Regions from separate parts of the Mus musculus genome. Here regions 2, 3, 4, 5 and 6 are each linked to region 1. The links are chromatin contacts, called in public promoter capture Hi-C maps. All regions are on one chromosome and are shown on one strand. The core of a region is the stretch at or near the end of the contact, and the rest is flanking DNA. Distances in the headings are between cores, read along the strand shown. Region 1 holds the start of 2900076A07Rik (RIKEN cDNA 2900076A07 gene). Region 2 holds the start of Blm (Bloom syndrome, RecQ like helicase). Region 3 holds the start of Crtc3 (CREB regulated transcription coactivator 3). Region 4 holds the start of Sh3gl3 (SH3-domain GRB2-like 3). Region 5 holds the start of Sec11a (SEC11 homolog A, signal peptidase complex subunit). Region 6 holds the start of Zfp592 (zinc finger protein 592).

Region 1 (2,901 bases), core at 150-2,649:
GTAAAGTTCTACAGGTTGCCAGCACAAAGCCATAGTGAGCGCACAAATAAGTATTCCGCTACAAGCTTTCTAGGGGGAGCTCAGATCTTGCTTAAGACCCCCAGGGTTTTCTATGCAATAACAGGCAATAGGTAAGGAAGATTCCCATGTTTGCCTTCTGTTGCTACACAGTACACCGGGAACGGCAGACACGGCAAACTCATCTCCATCGAGAGCAGCACTTCTCAACCTTCCCAATGCTGTGACTTTAATACCCTCATGTTGTGGTGACCCCAACATACAATTATTTTTGTTGCTACTTCATAACTGTAATTTTGCTACTGTTTTGAATTGTAATGTAATGTCTGTATTTCCAGTGGTCTTAGGTGACCCCTTAGGTGAAAGGGTCATTTGATCCCAAAGGGGTTGTGACCCACGGTTGTGACCCACTGATCTACAGGGTCAAACATGTTGATGGCTGACGAATGACTTTCCTTTGGTGGACTCACACCTTATCTAAGCTTTATATATATGTATGTTCGTGTCTTTGTGAGTGAATGACATATGTGTGTGGTGCTCAAGGAGGCCAGAATAGTGTGTTGGACTCCTTGGGTCCTGAGGTACAAGTGATTTGATATAGGTGCTGGGAACCAAACTCAGAGCCTCTGGAAGTGCCACAAATGCTCTTAACTACTAAGCCATCAGGCTAGTATCTAAGTGCACCTCACTACTGTCTTCACTCCTTCAATTTTCCAACCTCCTACCCATCCACGCACACCATCAGAAAGCAATATAAAAACTCCTTTGTACAAGAATTCTATGGGATTTTAGAATCTGTCCTCAACAAACCATGCAACTTTCCACCGCCTCCTTGCTGCCCTTTTCTAACATTAAATGCCTTTGCTGACACATTCAAGAAACTTAAAAATCACCCACTGCGTGTGCATGTGCTCACGGGCGCTAAAATTACTGCAACAGGTGATTCCTCCCTCAGGCAAGAGTCATCGATTCGGAATGCCTGGATTTACAGAGCCAATATTCAACAGCTCTGTGCATGTGAATATGTGTTTGTATGTGTGCATGTATGTACGTACGTATGTGTGTGTGCTTAATTTAACTTCAGTCTGTGTGACCGCGTATTTCTCCTTCCATATCTACCCACCATTCCGTGGGCTAGCAACCCTCTTTGAAAAAGATGGAGAAAAAACAAACACAGAGAAGGAAGATCGATAGCCGGGCAGCTTACCCATCTCTTCTCCCATTCCTGGGACGCCTGCCACGTCAGCCACTTACCTGGACACCATAGTCACCCGCCGCACAAGGTGGCCAAATACTGGGTCAACTTGGCGAGACAAAAGCCGCTAGCATCAGGTGTCAGGCTCTCGGTCATAATTTCTCCCTCCTTCCGGTGGAAAATGAGTCCACTTCCGGCTTCTTAGCCGTAGGGAGGAAGTTCCACGTCAGGCACCGCGCGGCGCGGCTGGGCTTGGCTCTTCCCAGTGCGCATGCTCAGAGCGAGTCCTCTGCTGCTTAGCGTCTAGCTGCGTGGCGTCTGGATCGTGGGAGACTCGGGGGCCGGCTTGTAGCTCCTGGGTGGGTGTGGAGAGCTGCCGCATTGTTTTGAGTATGCTATTCTCTGCTCCCCTGGCAGGCGGCATCCTGGGGACTGAAGTACGCCGTCCCGCCCCTGCGACACTCCTCTGCGTTCTTGTGCTACCCAGCCCTGGCTGTTAAGCTTCTCAGTGTTCTTCATTCTTGCCACCCTGCTTATAGAGAGCAAAGCGTGCACTGCACCTCAGTAACCTTTACTCAGTCGCTCTCTTGACTCCCCCTGGTTGCAAGCCCATGCATATTCATCCAGGAAAGGACCAAGAGCTTCCTAGCCTTGATCATGGGTCTAGGAAGATAAGTAAAATCACTTTTGGATAAATTTCCTGAGGATAGACCTCAAATGTTGAGAGACTAAAACAAAAGACATTTGACATTTGCGCCTTGGTAGAGGTAGGCTTCCTCTGTCATTTTGAATATGATATCTTTGCCTTACTTAGTTTCTGGTGATCGCTAAAAATCCTGTGTGTGCTTTGACTTGAGGCAGCATGGCCCTACTCTGTTGTCAAACTTTGTTCTCCTTATTTCTGCTTATTGCTGTGTTTTACAAGGACATCCATCCTGTTGGATTAAAAAGCCCAGCTTATTCCAGTTCACATTGTGAGGCTGCAGAAAAGACTTAAGATTTCAGGGGCGGCAATTACTGAGCACCCTAGTAAGCTGCCAGAGTTCTCCAGGAATGTGCAAACCAAATGCTAAAGTAAACTAAAAGTAAGCAGGTTTAGAACAATGAGTTCAGAGTTCATTTGGATGCTGCGAGTTTGAGGTCAGAATTTGAAGCAAAAAGAACAAAATAAGAAACATAGGTGTAATGAAAGGACCTTACATGCAGTCCAAACATACAAGGCTTTTGGATTTAATATACAAAATCAGGAGCAAAAATGTTACCTTGTTTATCAGCTTGAGCCAAATCTACTTCATTTCTCTTACTCATTTAAGATGTAACTTTTCTGGGCATGGTAGCACACTACTTTAATACCAGCCTTCAGGGTTCAACACCAGACTGGTCTACGTGGAGAGTTCCAAGCCAGCCAGAGCTATACAGTGAGAAGCAGAAAGGAGAAGGAGGAGGAAGGAAGGAAGGACGGACAGAGAGCCAGGGCTACAGAGTGAGACCATTACACTCACTTTCTAGGCTTGGCCTGTGCTTTTCTCACCCTGGCATAGGTACACACGGGCATAGGCACACACTGGGCATAGGCACACACTGGGCACAGGCACACACTGGCTCCTTTGCCTGGTACAGGGCATCAAGTTGCACATACTTTACTTGCCTGATTTGCTGTCATGGATGCTGTATTTTATTTATTTATT
Region 2 (2,901 bases), core at 169-2,668, 990 kb after region 1:
TGTAACTCATAATAGTTTAGCACAAATGCAATATATAGAACTTGCATATTGTATTTTGGATCTCTAGGTATTTTCACTATATGTGTCCTCTAACCCACAACTCTCCACCAGTTTTCTCTAGATATGAATATTTAAATTTTATAAAGATCCCACATATAAGATCATGCAATAATAATTTACTGTGTCTGGCTTATTTCACTTAGCATAATGTCCCTAAATGGAAAGATCTGGTTCTTTTTACCAGGCTAATTACTATTCTGATGTGCATTTCCCGTCTTTCTCCTGACAGCTTATTTTCATATCTTGGCTATTGTGGATTATGCAGCAATGAACAAGGGAAAGCTGATAGCTTTAGGAAGTTATTTATTAATTTTCTTTGGGTATATGTCAGAGGAGATGTTTCTGGGTCATGAGGTAACTTTTAGTATCTTTCAAATCCTTTGTACTGTTTTCCATATTGTTGTAACAGTTTGAATTTACTCCTTAAAAGAGGGAAAGGGTCCGGCAGTGGTGGCATACGCCTTTGATCCCAGCACTTGGGAGGCAGAGGCAGGTGGATTTCTGAGTTGGAGGCCAGCCTGGTCTACAGAGTGAGTTCCAGGACAGCCAAGGCTATACAGAGAAACCCTGTCTCAAAAAACCAAAATAAATAAATAAATAAATAAATAAATAAATAAAATAAAAAGAGGGTAAGGACAGATGACAGGGTTGGAAGAGAAAAAAATTAACAAGAGCCCACTTTGGTGGAATATGTAATCCTAGTATTTGGGAAGTGTAAGTAGGTGGATCGGGAGTTCAAGGTCAGCTTCTCCTACACAATTTGGTGGAGGTTTGAGGCCAACCTGGGCTATGTAAGGTCCGGTCTCAAAAAAACTAAAAGTTACAAAAATAGAAGATCAGGCATCACCGGGCTGCATTCATGGTGGAAGCTACCCACTAGAACTGAAGCTTCACCCTCGGCATCTGCATGCCAGCTGAAGTATCTGAGCTTGCGACCGATTAATGACAGTCAGCAGTGGAAGAACCGCCGAAGTTTCACAAGAATAGAGGGTGAGATCCAAAAGAAGAGGCCCACAGACGCTTCGCCTGATTTACCGGAACTAGCAAGCCTCGGCTGTCTTCAAACATCACAAAATCTCTACCATGCCACAGACTGGGCTTCAGGCGCCTTTCCCTACACTAGGAAAACAAAAAACAAAAAACAAAACAAAGCCTTACTACGCCGGAAGCCAGGTAGTTTGCCATAATCACCTGACCGGTCAGCTGCATTCGGATTGGGCTTTAGTAGTACGTGCTCGGGGGATACCGCCCCAGCAGCTCTAGGGGCGGGGCCAGGAGCCAGAGGCCACGGTATTGGTTAGATCCTTCAGGGATTACCCAATCAGAATCATCCTTCTTGCCGCGCAGAGCGTGCGGCGCGGGGCGCAGGAGGGCCGTGTCGGCGCGCGGAGTTTGGATGGTGGTTCCGCCCGGCGCGACGTAAGCCTGAGTGAGGTGAGTTCGGCGCGCGCTGGGTTGCGGTGGCTCCGCCGACTAACAGAGCCCGAGGCCTTGGCCATTTCACCAGTCATCCGTCCCAGGTTCTCCGAGCCTCGCTTGTGGCGAGAAGCCCAGACCGGAGTAGAGACCTGGTGACCCAGAAAAGGCCATGTCAGGCGGCCGAGGCTCGAGTCTCACTGTCCACACTTTCCTTAAGGCCTTGATTGTCATACGCGAGAAATTAGCTCATCTGCTTCCCGTAGTTTGTGTAGTGCTGCAACGACCCCTCGTAGCAATGCATGCTTTCGAGACGCCAGAAGAGGTGGAGGTGCCCTGTTTTTAATCGGAGAAGCAGGAGCTCAGACCTCGTTTGCCGAAAGGGCGCGCGGGCTTGGATGCCAGATGAGGTTTGAATAGGACCTGCCCAGCTCTGAAGCCTATCTCACTGCCCCAGGCTTCCTCCCAGTCCCTCTTAACTGTCATAGGTTACCGGGTGAGGGTGACTGAGATGAACCTGCCATCTTCCGGTGTCGCCTTTAAATACACAGCTCTCCTACCTCAGCAAGGGGTAGGGGTGGGAAAGACTGATCGAGAGATGACAAGATGGAGGAGAAGGAGAGAGGCAGACGCCTGGGGAGTAATACATTTAATTGAGCTTGGAAGGAACTTGTCTCAGCCATCCAGTGCTGAGTTGACGTCACACCGTCTCAGCCATCCAGTGCTGAGTTGACGTCACACCGGCTTGAGTCAACATTTTGTTAGCCTGACTGCTATTCTGTTTGGATGTCACTTTAACTTTGCTTGGATGAAGTGGGATTTTTAGGTTCCCAAGATAGGGATTTAGTACCAGTTTGTTTGTTTTGGATCTTGTAGTCCCGTCTGGCCTCAAACTTGTAGAGCTGAGGGTGACTTTGGACTCCATGATCTTTTCAGCCTCAACCTCTCAAGTGCTTGAGTTACAGACCCATGTCACCATCCCTGTTATTTAAAGTGTATATACTGTGAAATATGTACTTCTGCAAAAGAGACTCACAGATTTCTCTGTGTAGCCCACTGTAGACCAGGCTGGCCTCGAACCCTGATTCCACTGCCTTTCCCTCCTGAGTGCTGGAATTAAAGGCAATGGCTGCCACTGCTGGACAGAATGTAGCATCTTAAACTTGGTTGAGGGACATGCTCTATTTTCTAAATTTTTACCTTTTGTCAGGAATGGAGATAGGAGTATGTTCTTGTCCATGTTTGTGTGTGTGTGTTAATGTGCAAGAAGACCAGAGGTACCTTCTGCAGTTGTCTTCCATCTTAGTGTTTGGGGCAGTCTCACTGAACCTGGAACTTACTGATTAAACTAGCAAGCCTCCCAGGACTGGCATTATAGATGCACATTACCACTCCTGACTTTCTAAGTGGGTTCTGGAGATCTGA
Region 3 (2,901 bases), core at 228-2,727, 830 kb after region 1:
AATCAAGAAATATAAAATAAGAAAAAAAAGCATGGTGGGTAGGACAATACAACAGACACATAAGCCTAATTATAACAAAACAATCTAGGGACTAGTGAGCTCCCTAAGTCGGTAAATGTGCCTGCCACCAACCTGAGTTATTGGCGGATGTGAGTACACACACACACACACACACACACACACAAAATGAATAATGAATGAATGTAAAAAACCAACACATATAAAAACAGTTGCAGGAAATACAAAAGTTGCACATCATGTCTATAAATTCTTTTTGGTTTTGTTTTTGAGACAAGGTCATCATACAGTCTGGACTGGCTTTCTTCTCATTATGTAGCCAAGGAGGACCTTGAACTACTGATCCTGCTGCCTCTAACTCCTGACTGCTAGGATTACAGGCACTTGCCATAATGCCCAGCCTCATTTTTGTATAAATTTTAAACATAAAACTTCCTATCCCACATAGAGTAACTGGATTAATAAATCATACACAATAAAAGGAAGAACAGAATAATAAGTATATGTTAATTTTGAAAAAATGAACAGTAGTGTTAGACATCACTACCAACATAGTTACTTTTTATGGAGACAAAGAATGAGGTGGGGTTCTTTTTTTTTTTTTTTTAAATAAACTCCAAGCATATGAAGCAAAACGATTTTTAAAAAGTCTTATTGTGTATGTGTGTCTAGGTATGTGCTTGCTACAGCCTGAGTGTGGAGGCCAAAGGACAAGTCTCAGGAGTCAGTTATCTCCTTCCACATGAGTCATTTAGCTGGCCCCAAAATGCCTTTTAAATTTTATTTGCAGTGTTGGAATCAAACCCAAGGCCTAGGGCTTGTCACACAAGCGCTCTACAGCTGAACACCGTCCCCAGGCTCTGCAAAAATGTTTTGATGGTTTAATCATGAGGTGCGTGGGCGTTGTTGTTATTTTCCGTATTTCTCCTCATGTCGCTAATACGTCCTAATTCACAGAACACAGTCATGCTCAACACTCTCCAGGACATCTTGGTGTACAATTATGTTGGAAGCAGCTTCTGGGCTAAAAAGGGGGAAGCCTGACGAGGCCACTTGCTGTTTTACCAGCGAAGTTGAACGGATGGGAGAGATGGCTCAGTTAAGAGTACAAACAGCTCTTACAGAGGCAAAGACCCGTGTTTGGTTCCTAGATTAGTGTGATCTCCGTGGGTGCCTGCATGCACATATACATATGTACACATCCACACTGGGCAGTGGTACCCAGCGGCTCTCACACATTGGTGCAGCTTAACTTTACAGACGTGATATAGGTGTGAGAAGTCCCGAAGCAGGCTGGGGACCGTGGGCTCAGCCCTCGGTCGGCTCGCCGGAGGTCGAGCTCCCCGGCTGGGAGGCCGGGCTTCGGGGCCCGGAGGCCGGGCGGGCCGCGCCGAGGGCGGAGCCGCCGCGCGGGGGCGGACCTCGGCGCGCTCCCGGCCGCTCGCTGGCTCTGGGGCCGCGGCGGCTCCTCTGCCGGGTCGCGCCGGAGGACAGGTTTCGGGCGGCGGCTTGGGCGGCCTGCGGACAGACCGGGTGGGCCGAGCAGCGGAACCCCGCGCCTGCCGTGTGCCTAGCCCGCTAGCGCCGGGCGCGCGCCATGGCCGCCTCGCCCGGTTCGGGCAGCGCCAACCCGCGGAAGTTCAGTGAGAAGATCGCCCTGCACACGCAGCGGCAGGCCGAGGAGACGCGGGCCTTCGAGCAGCTCATGACCGACCTCACCCTGTCCCGGGTGAGCTCCGGGGCCGGCGCGAGCGGTGCGGGCGGGTCCGCGCGGCGGGGAAGAGGTCGCCGGGCCGAGGCGGCGGCGGCGGAGCCGGGCGGGGGCCGCGGGTGGGGAGTGGGGCCGGGGCGGCCGCGGCCTCGGCTCTGGCCGGCCTGGCGACACCGAATGCGGCTTGCTATCTCGGTGGACGGGCCTCGGTGCGTTGAGCTGGAAACGGCCGAGCCCGGGGAGGCGGGCAGCGGGGCCGGGCGGCCTAAGCGGGAGGATGACCCCGAGAGGAAATCGCACGCAGCTGCAGCTCAGAGGCCGGACCGAGGCACGCCTGGTTCGGGCGGTGCGGCTTCTCCGTGGACACCCACGGCCAGCGAGCCCTTGACTGTCGGCGTAGAAGGCCTCGGGGGCCGGAGGGTCGCACATCCTCCCCGAGGGGAAGACTTGGTGCACGCACAAGCGAATCGACGGCTGGCCCCTGAGTGGCAGGGGGCCTTGGTACCACGTTGAGATTCCGTGGCTTTCCCTCCTTCGCCTCTTGGAGGTGCTTTCCGTGGTCCGGTGCATTTGCTCAGCATCAGATATTTAGTGAGAACTGACAGGGTGCCTAGCGCAGATGGTGACTGCGGAGGGACCCAGAGGAATGAGTAAGAGCGAGTCGGAACAAACACCTGGGAGGCTAGACAACTGGAGCGGACGGCAGGGGATGGAGACGGCAGGAGTGTCTGTGTAGACTGCAGAGGGTCAACGTGAGTGGGCAGCCTTGAGGATTCTGAGTGCTGGCCTTGAAGGCACATTGTCAGATGGGGGAGGCTAGGAAGATGCTGGGGGTGGACAGCTGGAAGCAGACGTGTGAGCAGATTGCAAGCTGGTTGTTTCCCTGCTTCCCAAGGTGCAAGCGTATTCTATTTTGGCCACCATAGTGTTTGGGATTGAAAAACAAAAACAAGAAAACTAAAATCTGTTGCTAGGGTTTAAATTGGGAGTTTTTTCTTTTAACATAAATTTAACATAAACTAAACTAACATAAATGTATAGCATAAACTAAACGGACTTACTTTAAAATTAAGAGACTTGGAAACAATCTTGAGTGTTACTTCCCTCAAGTGGAGTGTGAACTCTTTCTTGCTATAATACACTTTACACGGCTCACTGTTACAGCCCCCTAC
Region 4 (2,901 bases), core at 189-2,688, 650 kb before region 1:
CCACAGACTTTTGTAAGTACTATAGAAACAACAACGAATCCACCATCTCTGCTCTCACCCAGCATTTCAGGATTTCTCCTCCAGGATTTCTAACATCCTGAATAGCATCACTGTCTGCCCTATGTCCCCTGCTGAGAACAGCCATCACTTAGCTTCCTTGTGGACCAGCTGTGACTTAGGGACTAGCAGTGTCTTTCCGCCTGGAATAGAAAAAAAAAAAAGATTTTTCTAAGGCCAGCTGCAATCTCAAGATCGATATGAAGGAAAAGCCTGAGTGGGACATCGCCACCGACGTGGACTTAAGATGCAATGAAGTCCACCTGGGTTTCAGCAAAACTGAGGCTGGGAAAGAAATGAGGGCAGGGCAACAATTCCGCAGGTGCTGGTGAACAGGTTTTACAACATAGGCTCTACCATTGGTGAAGAGTATAGTGTTAGAAAGCAAATTTGCTTGTGACACACACACACACACACTTTCCTGTGTCCCTGTTTCCAGATTCCTCTGCTCAGAAAGCCCTCCTTTTCCTATAACAATCCATAGACACAATCCTTTCTCAAGCTTAATCCCCAAATGCCCTGTCTTCACCTCCTGGAAGCTTCCCATGAAGCCCCCACTGAATCACCTGCCATCCTCTTCCGCGGAGGCGTGTCTAGCTCGGTTTGTTTACGTGTGTGTTTTGGGTCTCCTCATCACACTGTCTCTTTGAGAGAGCAGGAGCCTGGTGCCAACCTCGAACCAACCCAGTGAAGACGGCCGGCAAGGGAAGGACCACAGCGATGAGCCCCAACCCCTGGAAAGCCAAAACAGAGACTGCCGGGTCCCAGCCAGGGCGCAAGAAGAGCGTCCTGGGTGCGGGGGGTGGGGGTGGGGGTCCCAACGGACAGACGAGAGATTCCGGGGCAGGAGGGAGGCCTACCACGGTCTTGGTCCCAAAAGCTCTCCTCCGGGCGCACATCCCCAAGCCCACCACCTCCGATCCCTTGCCAGCCGAACTGCTCAGATTTACAACCGCCAGGGCGCAGCGGGAGACCCGAGACTCGGGGGAGGAGGCACCAACACGCGCAGCCCAGAGCGCGCGACCGCTACTCGCCCCCCGCGCCCTCCTAGCCGACCAGAAACCCAGTCCGAAGGAAGCCGATGAAGACCCCGAGTCCATGGCCCGCAACCCCTTGGGGACGCCGCCTCCAGAAACCCCTCGCGCGCGCCTCCCTACCTGGCTGGCTTTGTGGAACTGCTTCTTGAGCCCAGCCACCGACATCGCGGCGGCGCCCCGCCCGGGGGTGGTCTCGGGGCTCCGCCGGGCCACGCGGCCCGGACGCTGAGCGGAGCGGGCACCCCGGGCGGTCCCCGCGCGCCCCACGGCCACGGCCACGGCCACGGCGCTGTCACACTGGCACAGGCGCTCGCGCAGATAGCAACACCGTGTTTCGAGGCCCCAACGCAGCCCATTGGTCGAGCCTCGGCAGCATGCAAATGAAGCTTCTAGGACCGCCCACGCTTCATTGTTGCGTGGCGACCAGGAGCTCTTGAGCCAAGAAGAGGACCAGTGGAAGGGCTGGCCGTGGGATGTCCCTGGGATAAGGAGAGCCTCTCAGGACTTCTTTCGGAAGACTTGGGATACAGCTGGCTCTGTGATTGTTCTGGACGCGAGGTCTCTCTGCTCTTCAGGGACTTGGTGGAAAACCTGGTTTTACTCACTGGTAGCAAGATCTCCCCTCCCCAAACCCCATCCCTGAGAGCTTTAGATAGACGTGTGTTGTGAGGAAGGGACGCTGGGATGTGTTCTCAAGGAGAGAAGAAACACTAGAGGAACCGGGAACTGTAGTTAGACGGAGAAACCTGCTTGTGAGAAGTTACTTGTGTTCTTAGCCAGTCTGCCGGAGCGGTTTGGGGCTCCCTGGGAGAGAGTTATGTGAGCTGAGCCTCTTCTTACCAGGCACACCAAGAGCCAGTCTACAACATACCAAAAACAGGACCTTCCGTTCCACTACTTACCAGAGAATTGTTCAGACTGGTCTCCAGGAGAGTCCTTTATACAAGATCCTTTCCACGGGGTCTAGAGGTCCTCACTGAACAGAACCCAGTCACAGAAAAGGAGCTTTGCATTAATTCGTGTGCCACCAACACGTCTACTATTTTCCCTGAATCTGACCTTTCAAAGGCCCCGTGGCTCCTAATGTCTTCAATCCATTTCAGCAATGCTTCACACCGACACGAACACTGTGCAACTTTCAGTCTCTACCTAAAAGAAATGACATTCTGTGGACGCTTCCCGGCGTCACCGGGTCTGGGATCATCAACACTCCTGTCGTCCTGAGCACTTGCAGTTCACACCTGTATCCGGGCTTCTATTTGGCTCTGGCATGTCTCCAGAAGCCTCAGCGCCTGCCTCCCAGGCCTGCCTGACTCCTCAGAGCTTCACCCTAGTGTGACAGGGTGAACACCTACAGCTCTCTATGCCTAGGTTTGCTCACAATGACTAGGAAAGTGTGGTGTCAACAGTGCCCTGCCTCTGATATGGGAGAAGATGTGGCCATCTTAACAAGCATGAGTGGTGGGACAAGGTTACTAAATGTGACTCAACACTCTTTGTCCTAGTTAGCCAAGGGCTTACTGACACCAGACAGAGGTAGGTGGTGTGACAGTGGTGACCACAGCAAAATGCCCAGTCTCCTCTGCTATCCCATCCCCACTAAAGGTTTAGGGGAAGATGGTCTCCCTTGTCCTGGACTAGTCTGTGGCTGGGTAGGAGATGTTCAGCTGCTGACCTCTGTGCCCAATAGAAGTTTAAACGGCACAGCCTCAACCCGTGCCCCCTTGAGGAGTCAGGTTCTTTTTGAAGTTGGTGACTGGCATTCTTCCATGGCTGGTAGATCTATTAGGTTTGTGCAGATTTCATT
Region 5 (2,901 bases), core at 251-2,750, 580 kb after region 1:
AGCAGCCAGTGCCAGGGATCTGTCTGTCTCTGCCTCCCAGCACTGACATTACAAATCTATGCTACTATGCCCAGCTTTTTTTTTTTTTTTTTTTTTTTTTGGTAGCATCTCTCTATTATGAATCTCTGGCTGTCCTGGAATTCACTATTTAGACCAGGCTGGCCTCGAACTTGCAGAGATCTACCTGTCTTCCCCCCATCACCCACTTGTACGAGATGCTTTTAAAGCTTCCCAACTAAATAGCTTATTCACCTTTTTTGGACCCACAGGATTTTGAGCTGCTCTTGGGGCTCTTCAAGGCACAAAATACAGGGTCAAAGCTCATTCCCACTTAATTTGAACTTAGGTTGAATTTAACACTGACAAGCTTATGTGAAGGTTTCTACTAGCCAGAATTTAGATCGAGAACCACATCAACAGTTATTAATGAAGAAGTCATTCTGATACACATATCTGGTACTGTCACGGAAGCTGGGATACCTATGGGGCACCCCATGGGGGTTTCTATGTATTTTCTTTTATAAAACTTTCTAACTTGGAAATTCTAAACATTTCCTATCCCATCTCAGTAAATGTAAGGTTTCTACTAATAGTTGAAGATAGTCTTTCTCTCTTTCCTCTCTTTAAATTCAAGTACTGATTTTGTGCCTTATACATGCCAGCTGTGCGGCCACCACTGGGAATTTAACAGTGAACAAGACATCAGCGGTTTCCTTTCCATTCTCACACCTACTTTATTGTGCTATAATTCACATACCATACAGTCCACTAAGGCGCACAATTCAATGGTTTTAGTATATACATGGAGTTGTACATCTATCACCCACCAAAAGAAACCCCATGGCAATGATGTCACTTCTAATCCCCGCCCCTGTGAAAATTTGCGGGTCAAATAAATGGCTCACATCCAAGTGTCAGGAGACAAAGCAAATCACTGTTGGTAAAGGTCAAAACTGAGACGGGTCTTCCTGGCCACCTGCACCACCAGTGCCCTCATGACACTAAGGCATCTTGTGATCAATTGGCGTGTGTGTGTGTGTGTGTGTGTGTGTGTGTGTGTGTGTGTGTGTGTGTATACAATGCTTTAAAAGACACACACAGCTTCCGGTAGCGAACCGCAGCGTGCTCCACCTGAGAACAAACAGCAAGGCACCACGTCCCGAGCCACACCCGTGCCCCAGCAGCACGCAGGAAGACACCGACTTCGCGCTGGCGCAGACTCGGCTTCCGATTGGCCAGGCCTGTCCAAGGGCCCGCCTTCCGCACGCTGTGGGCTTAGCTAACCTAGGGTCACTGTCTTCGGGAGCCGCCGCGCGGGCTGAGCACAGAAAGCAGCCTTCAGCCGGTTCTCGGCCGGAGAAGGCTACGGTCCTTTTTTGACAAGGCCAGGCCCTGGGCTGTTCTAGGGGGCTCACAAGTCATTCTTTGTCCATTCTCTGCTCAGAAGGGAGGAGCTTCGCCTGCTCCCGCCCCGGAAGCGGAAGTGCAGGCATCAGGGGGTTCTGTCCACGGTGAGCCCGGCCCGTGTTGCAGCGGTCCCTCTTGGTGGTTCTATCGCGCCCTCTTGGCTGCTAGTTGTCGCGCTCTCCATCTCACCATGCTGTCTCTAGACTTTCTAGACGATGTGCGGCGGATGAACAAGAGGCAGGTGAGACGGGCCGCCCTCTCTCTCTCTGCCAGGGTTCCTCTGGTCTCTTTGCCGTTGCGGGGCGCCCCGCGGATCTCTGGGCGGGATTGAGGGCCTGCGTGGGTCGGTTGCCTGTATGGATCATTTCTTTCTTTGCAGACTGTAGGTAGCCAAGACCTCTTTGCCCCCATTCATAGCACCAGATTCGGGGGACCGAGAGGGAAGGAGAGAACCTTTGCGATCCCTTCCCCCCGAGGAGGCAGGGGAGTAAGTGAAAACTATAGGGCGCTTTGTAAGTGGGAGTTTGGGACACTGTAAAGCGGCAGACTTAACCGTTTCTGGTGGGGCTCTGGGGAAAGCCATTACAGGTCCCACAGGAGCCGTTGTGTTGCTTTCATTGTGTAGCCACCTTTCAGCCCAGCTAGACCTCAGTGAGCTTCATCCATTTTAACTAGGGTCACTCTAAGCTCGGAGTTGAATCTGTTATACCACTTGTGTGCCAGTTTCCTTGGCAGAAAGGTGACAGTCCACTGAATCTTTGATGATAGATGTCAGTGGAACAGAAATCTTGAAACTTAAATCAGATTTTATCCTTCAGTCTTGCTGTCTTCTAGCTCATGTGTTAGAAGGTACTGAGAACACGGTCACCTTTTTGTCTCCTGAACCGAATGTTCTGGTAGCAATTGACCTTTTCCCTGCCTCCCTACCCCCCTCGTATTTTGGTATTAAGAATTGTCTCATTTAAAGATTTGGTTTATTTTGGAACAGGACTTTGTTTTGCCCTGTTTATAATTATTACATAGAAAAGTAGGTCCGTCTCTTCTTAGACATACATACAAAATTGTGAGACATTCCAGTCAGAACAGCTTTAAGGAGTAGCTGTCACTTAACTGTCTTCTGTATGGACTCCTATTTCGGTGATGGGGATCAATACCAGGGCCTTGCATTCATCACAGGCTACCAGAACCGCGCTTCTAGTTTTGAAAGACCTTATTTTTATTACTTTATTTCGAGACAGAGTCTTGCTATGTAGTCCTCCTGCCTCAGCCTCATGAGAGGTAGATTTATAGATATATGTCACAACATGGCATCACTGGCTGGTATGACTCTGCCCTGTTGCCTGGAACTCACCGTGTAGCCCAAGCTGGCTTTGAGCTGGACTCCTGCCTTCGCATCTTGAGTCAGGGTAAATAACCGTATTTTCTTTTTTAAGTTTGTTTGATTGTTTTTCAAATGTGCTGAAAATCATTCCTAGCACTAGGCAAGTGATCTGT
Region 6 (2,901 bases), core at 162-2,661, 530 kb after region 1:
ACAGTATCTCCAAAACCTAGTTCTGTCATGGCGCATACTACAAATACTCAGAAAAAAAAATGTTTTCAGTTAGGCATGGTTGCCTGAAGTCCCAACTACGGGGGAGGTTTAAGACCGGAGCTTGGTGGCCAACCTGGTTAAAAGTGGAGATGGGGGGAGGGGTAATGAACCAAAGCCATCTTCAGTGGAGCTGTAGAAATGGTCCAAAAAAAAAAAAAAAAAAAAAAAAGCACCAGGCTCCTTTCTCTTTCCCACTGTAATGTACCTGTCAGTTTAGCAAATAGACTTCTGAAGTCCCACTCAGCACCCATCAGGCCAAGCACATTGTGTGCTCAGCCGGTGTACACCTGACACAATCACACTCTAGCTCCTACACGAGCACAGGCCACGGGCAAACCCTGGTCCAAACCCATTTTACCCACCCGAATCCCACTCTCCTAAAGCAGAAACTATCTAGGCTTGTCCTGGCTACAAAGCATGCTCCCTGGGTGGGCCTGTAGGTTGTTTCAACCCTGGACTTTTAATGTCACCTCTGGTCTGCTCGTAAAAATAGTTAAAAAAAAAAAAAAATACCTGACCACCTCCAATAATCTTAGGTTCTCAAGAGCAGGCATACCTAAGGTCATACGGACCCCTCCCCCTCACAAAAGCTGCTTCAAGGCCAGGAGGCCATCTGTCCAGCAGACGCTCTCCTGTCCTCCCCCTCCCCGGGTCACACGGAGCCTTTCCCCACTAGCCCCTCGGTTGGCAGGAAGAGACCCCGCAGAGAAATCAGTTCAAGCCTGATCAACAGGCCTGGTCACCCCCCCCTAAGCACCCCAACTCTGGAGGAGGAAGACTTGTCTGCCCCGGGAGAAGGAACCCCCGGGGTCAGAACTTGGGCGAGGCTGAGGGGGAGACTGAGGGGCGCCGAGGAGGGCCGATGTTCTAAGTGTCTGCCCAGTGACGGCGCCAGGTCCTCGCGCGGCGGGGACCGTGGAGCTGACAGGGCGTCCCAGCCTGGTGAAGTGCACCGTTATCCCTGCCTGGGCCGGGGGCTCGGCGGGCGGCCGCCTGTCGCGCGCGGGACGACAGCGGAGTGCCCGGGCCGCCCCGATCGGCGGGCGGCGGCGGCGGAAGGGGTCCGGGCCGGGGGCGGGGTAGGGTGGTGGCCAGGGCCCGCCTGGCGGCGATCGGGGGAAGTGGCTGCCGCCTGGGGCGGCGGGCAGGGTCCACCAGGCTGCAGGGCCGGGCCGCGGCGCGGGCAGAGCCCGCTCCTCTCAGACTCCCCTGCCCGAGCTGGAGCGGCCCGGATGGTGGCCTCGCCCCGTCCAGGCGGCGGGGGGCGCTTACCTGGCGGCGGCGGCGGCGGCGGCAGCGACAGGCCCCGGGCTCGGCCGCGCGCGTCCCCAGCGCCGGCTGCGGGAGCCACAACATGGCGACGGCGGTGGCGGGCGGGGCTGCGGCTCCGGGGGCGGAGCGGGGGCGGGAGCCGGGCTGGCGGCGGGACCTGGCTGAGGCCGCGGGTGGGAAGGGCGGGCGGAAGGCGACTCGGGCCTGGGCACCGGCCAGGGCGGTGCGGCTATAGAGCTGCCCCGGCCCGGCCCGGCCCGGCCTGGCCTGGCCCGGCCCCGCGCCTTCCGCCTCCCTCCCGCCTCAGGCTGGTGCGACCCTGGCTACGCTGACTCCGGGGAGGGGCGGGGCGAGGACGGCGCAGGCAGGACCGGGACTCCGACCTGGGCTGGCTCCCGCCGCCCTTGGCGCGGCCTCTCCCGGCCACCTGGGCCCGGGAAGCTCGGACGCGCCTCTGAGGCCTCGGTGCGGCCCAGGCCGCCTGCCGGAGGGACGCGTTGTACCTTCGCGGCTATGGGCCGACCGGACGCCGAGCGCCTCAAGAGCTCGGAAGAAGTCGTCTTCGCGGAGAGCTGGGCGAGTCGGGCCTAGGCAGCACTGCTAAGTGAAAGGAAGCAGGAGGGCAGTGGGCCTGGGCACTCAGGTGCGCCTTAAATGGCTACTCGTCGCAGGATGGAAGGACATGCTTGCGGGCGCGGGGCGCTCAGACGTGTTACCTCTGGGGGAGCCAAGGGACGCTCGGAGAGTGGAATGGAGGTGGAGGGGTTGGGGTGGAGGGAGCTGATAACCTCTCAGGGTGGACTGGCAATTCGCAGGCTCACCAGGGAGGCTGTGACTCCAGGGCAAGAACTCGGAGAGGCGGCCGACAAAAAAATTACCAAGTTGACCCGCAGGACTTTCCAAGAACCTGGAGTCCCTTGGGGACGCGATAGTAAGGCAGCAGGGTCGGACGGTGGGAACTGGCAGGCCAGTTCTGGTGCCAGGCAGGATTGCTAAGCATGAGCAAATTCCTCCCGAAGAAACCAGGAAAAAGCCCACACTTGGCAAAAGGGCCAGAGCTGACATTCAGCTGAGTCTGCTGTGTGCCAGGACCCGACAGAACCCAACACCTGCATGAGGAGTGCGGTAGTGATGAAGGAGTGAAGGCAGTTACGAGAAATTATTCTTTCCAGAAGTTTGGCAGGGAGAGGAAGGGAAAACTAGCCTCCATCTTAAGAAGGAGTAAAAAGAAAGGTTTGTTTCATTTGTTCCAGTTTGAGAGAGAGCGAGAGCTCAAGGAGCCAAAGACAGAGTCATTTATAGTTTATATCCCAGAAAGATGGGAAATGGGGAAGAGGAAGTCCAAGGAAAAGGCGTGTTGTCCAACAAGATTCGAAAGATGAATAAAGATAGAAATATTTGTCCCGTGCGGTAGTGCATGTGTGTAATCCCAGCTCTTGGGAGAATGAGGCAAGATGATTTTGAGTTCAAGAGCAGCTGGGGTTACACATTGAAAGACCGCCTTAAAAGCCAAGAAAGAAAGGATCTTGTTTATTTGAGGCAGGTTTTCTCTATGTGTAGCTCTGGCTG

The links. Promoter capture Hi-C pulls out the DNA fragments that hold promoters and counts their contacts.
Region 2: a contact with region 1 is called in a promoter capture Hi-C map of pre-B cells, with 5 times the contacts expected there. The contact joins the promoter of Blm here to the promoter of 2900076A07Rik in region 1. A contact is called at or near these places in 3 of 39 promoter capture datasets (liver and pre-B cells).
Region 3: a promoter capture Hi-C map of hippocampal neurons shows a contact between it and region 1, with 3 times the contacts expected there. The contact joins the promoter of Crtc3 here to the promoter of 2900076A07Rik in region 1. A contact is called at or near these places in 3 of 39 promoter capture datasets (hippocampal neurons, liver and pre-B cells).
Region 4: a promoter capture Hi-C map of pre-B cells shows a contact between it and region 1, with 2.2 times the contacts expected there. The contact joins the promoter of Sh3gl3 here to the promoter of 2900076A07Rik in region 1. A contact is called at or near these places in 3 of 39 promoter capture datasets (the 3T3-L1 cell line, hippocampal neurons and pre-B cells), 1 of 115 datasets of contacts at active chromatin or transcription factors (astrocytes) and 2 of 9 other capture datasets (adipose tissue and liver).
Region 5: a promoter capture Hi-C map of stem cell-derived epiblast-like cells shows a contact between it and region 1, with 4 times the contacts expected there. The contact joins the promoter of Sec11a here to the promoter of 2900076A07Rik in region 1. A contact is called at or near these places in 10 of 39 promoter capture datasets (the 3T3-L1 cell line, 3T3-L1-derived adipocytes, cranial neural crest and 5 more).
Region 6: a promoter capture Hi-C map of hippocampal neurons shows a contact between it and region 1, with 2.5 times the contacts expected there. The contact joins the promoter of Zfp592 here to the promoter of 2900076A07Rik in region 1. A contact is called at or near these places in 1 of 39 promoter capture datasets (hippocampal neurons), 1 of 115 datasets of contacts at active chromatin or transcription factors (embryonic midbrain) and 1 of 9 other capture datasets (pancreatic islet).

The regions. Positions count from the first base shown.
Region 1 is chr7:81,522,048-81,524,948 of GRCm38.p6, reverse strand. 2900076A07Rik (RIKEN cDNA 2900076A07 gene) reads right to left here and starts at 1,399. Exons shown (of 4, transcript NR_160675.1): 1 at 1,273-1,399.
Region 2 is chr7:80,533,636-80,536,536 of GRCm38.p6, reverse strand. Blm (Bloom syndrome, RecQ like helicase) reads left to right here and starts at 1,418. Exons shown (of 22, transcript NM_001042527.2): 1 at 1,418-1,494.
Region 3 is chr7:80,687,453-80,690,353 of GRCm38.p6, reverse strand. Crtc3 (CREB regulated transcription coactivator 3) reads left to right here and starts at 1,477. Exons shown (of 15, transcript NM_173863.2): 1 at 1,477-1,747. The coding sequence starts at 1,616.
Region 4 is chr7:82,173,333-82,176,233 of GRCm38.p6, reverse strand. Sh3gl3 (SH3-domain GRB2-like 3) reads right to left here and starts at 1,438. Exons shown (of 9, transcript NM_017400.7): 1 at 1,215-1,438. The coding sequence starts at 1,259.
Region 5 is chr7:80,946,149-80,949,049 of GRCm38.p6, reverse strand. It overlaps Sec11a (SEC11 homolog A, signal peptidase complex subunit), which reads left to right and starts at 1,500. Exons shown (of 6, transcript NM_019951.1): 1 at 1,500-1,648. The coding sequence starts at 1,598.
Region 6 is chr7:80,992,194-80,995,094 of GRCm38.p6, reverse strand. Zfp592 (zinc finger protein 592) reads right to left here and starts at 1,411. Exons shown (of 10, transcript NM_178707.4): 1 at 1,333-1,411.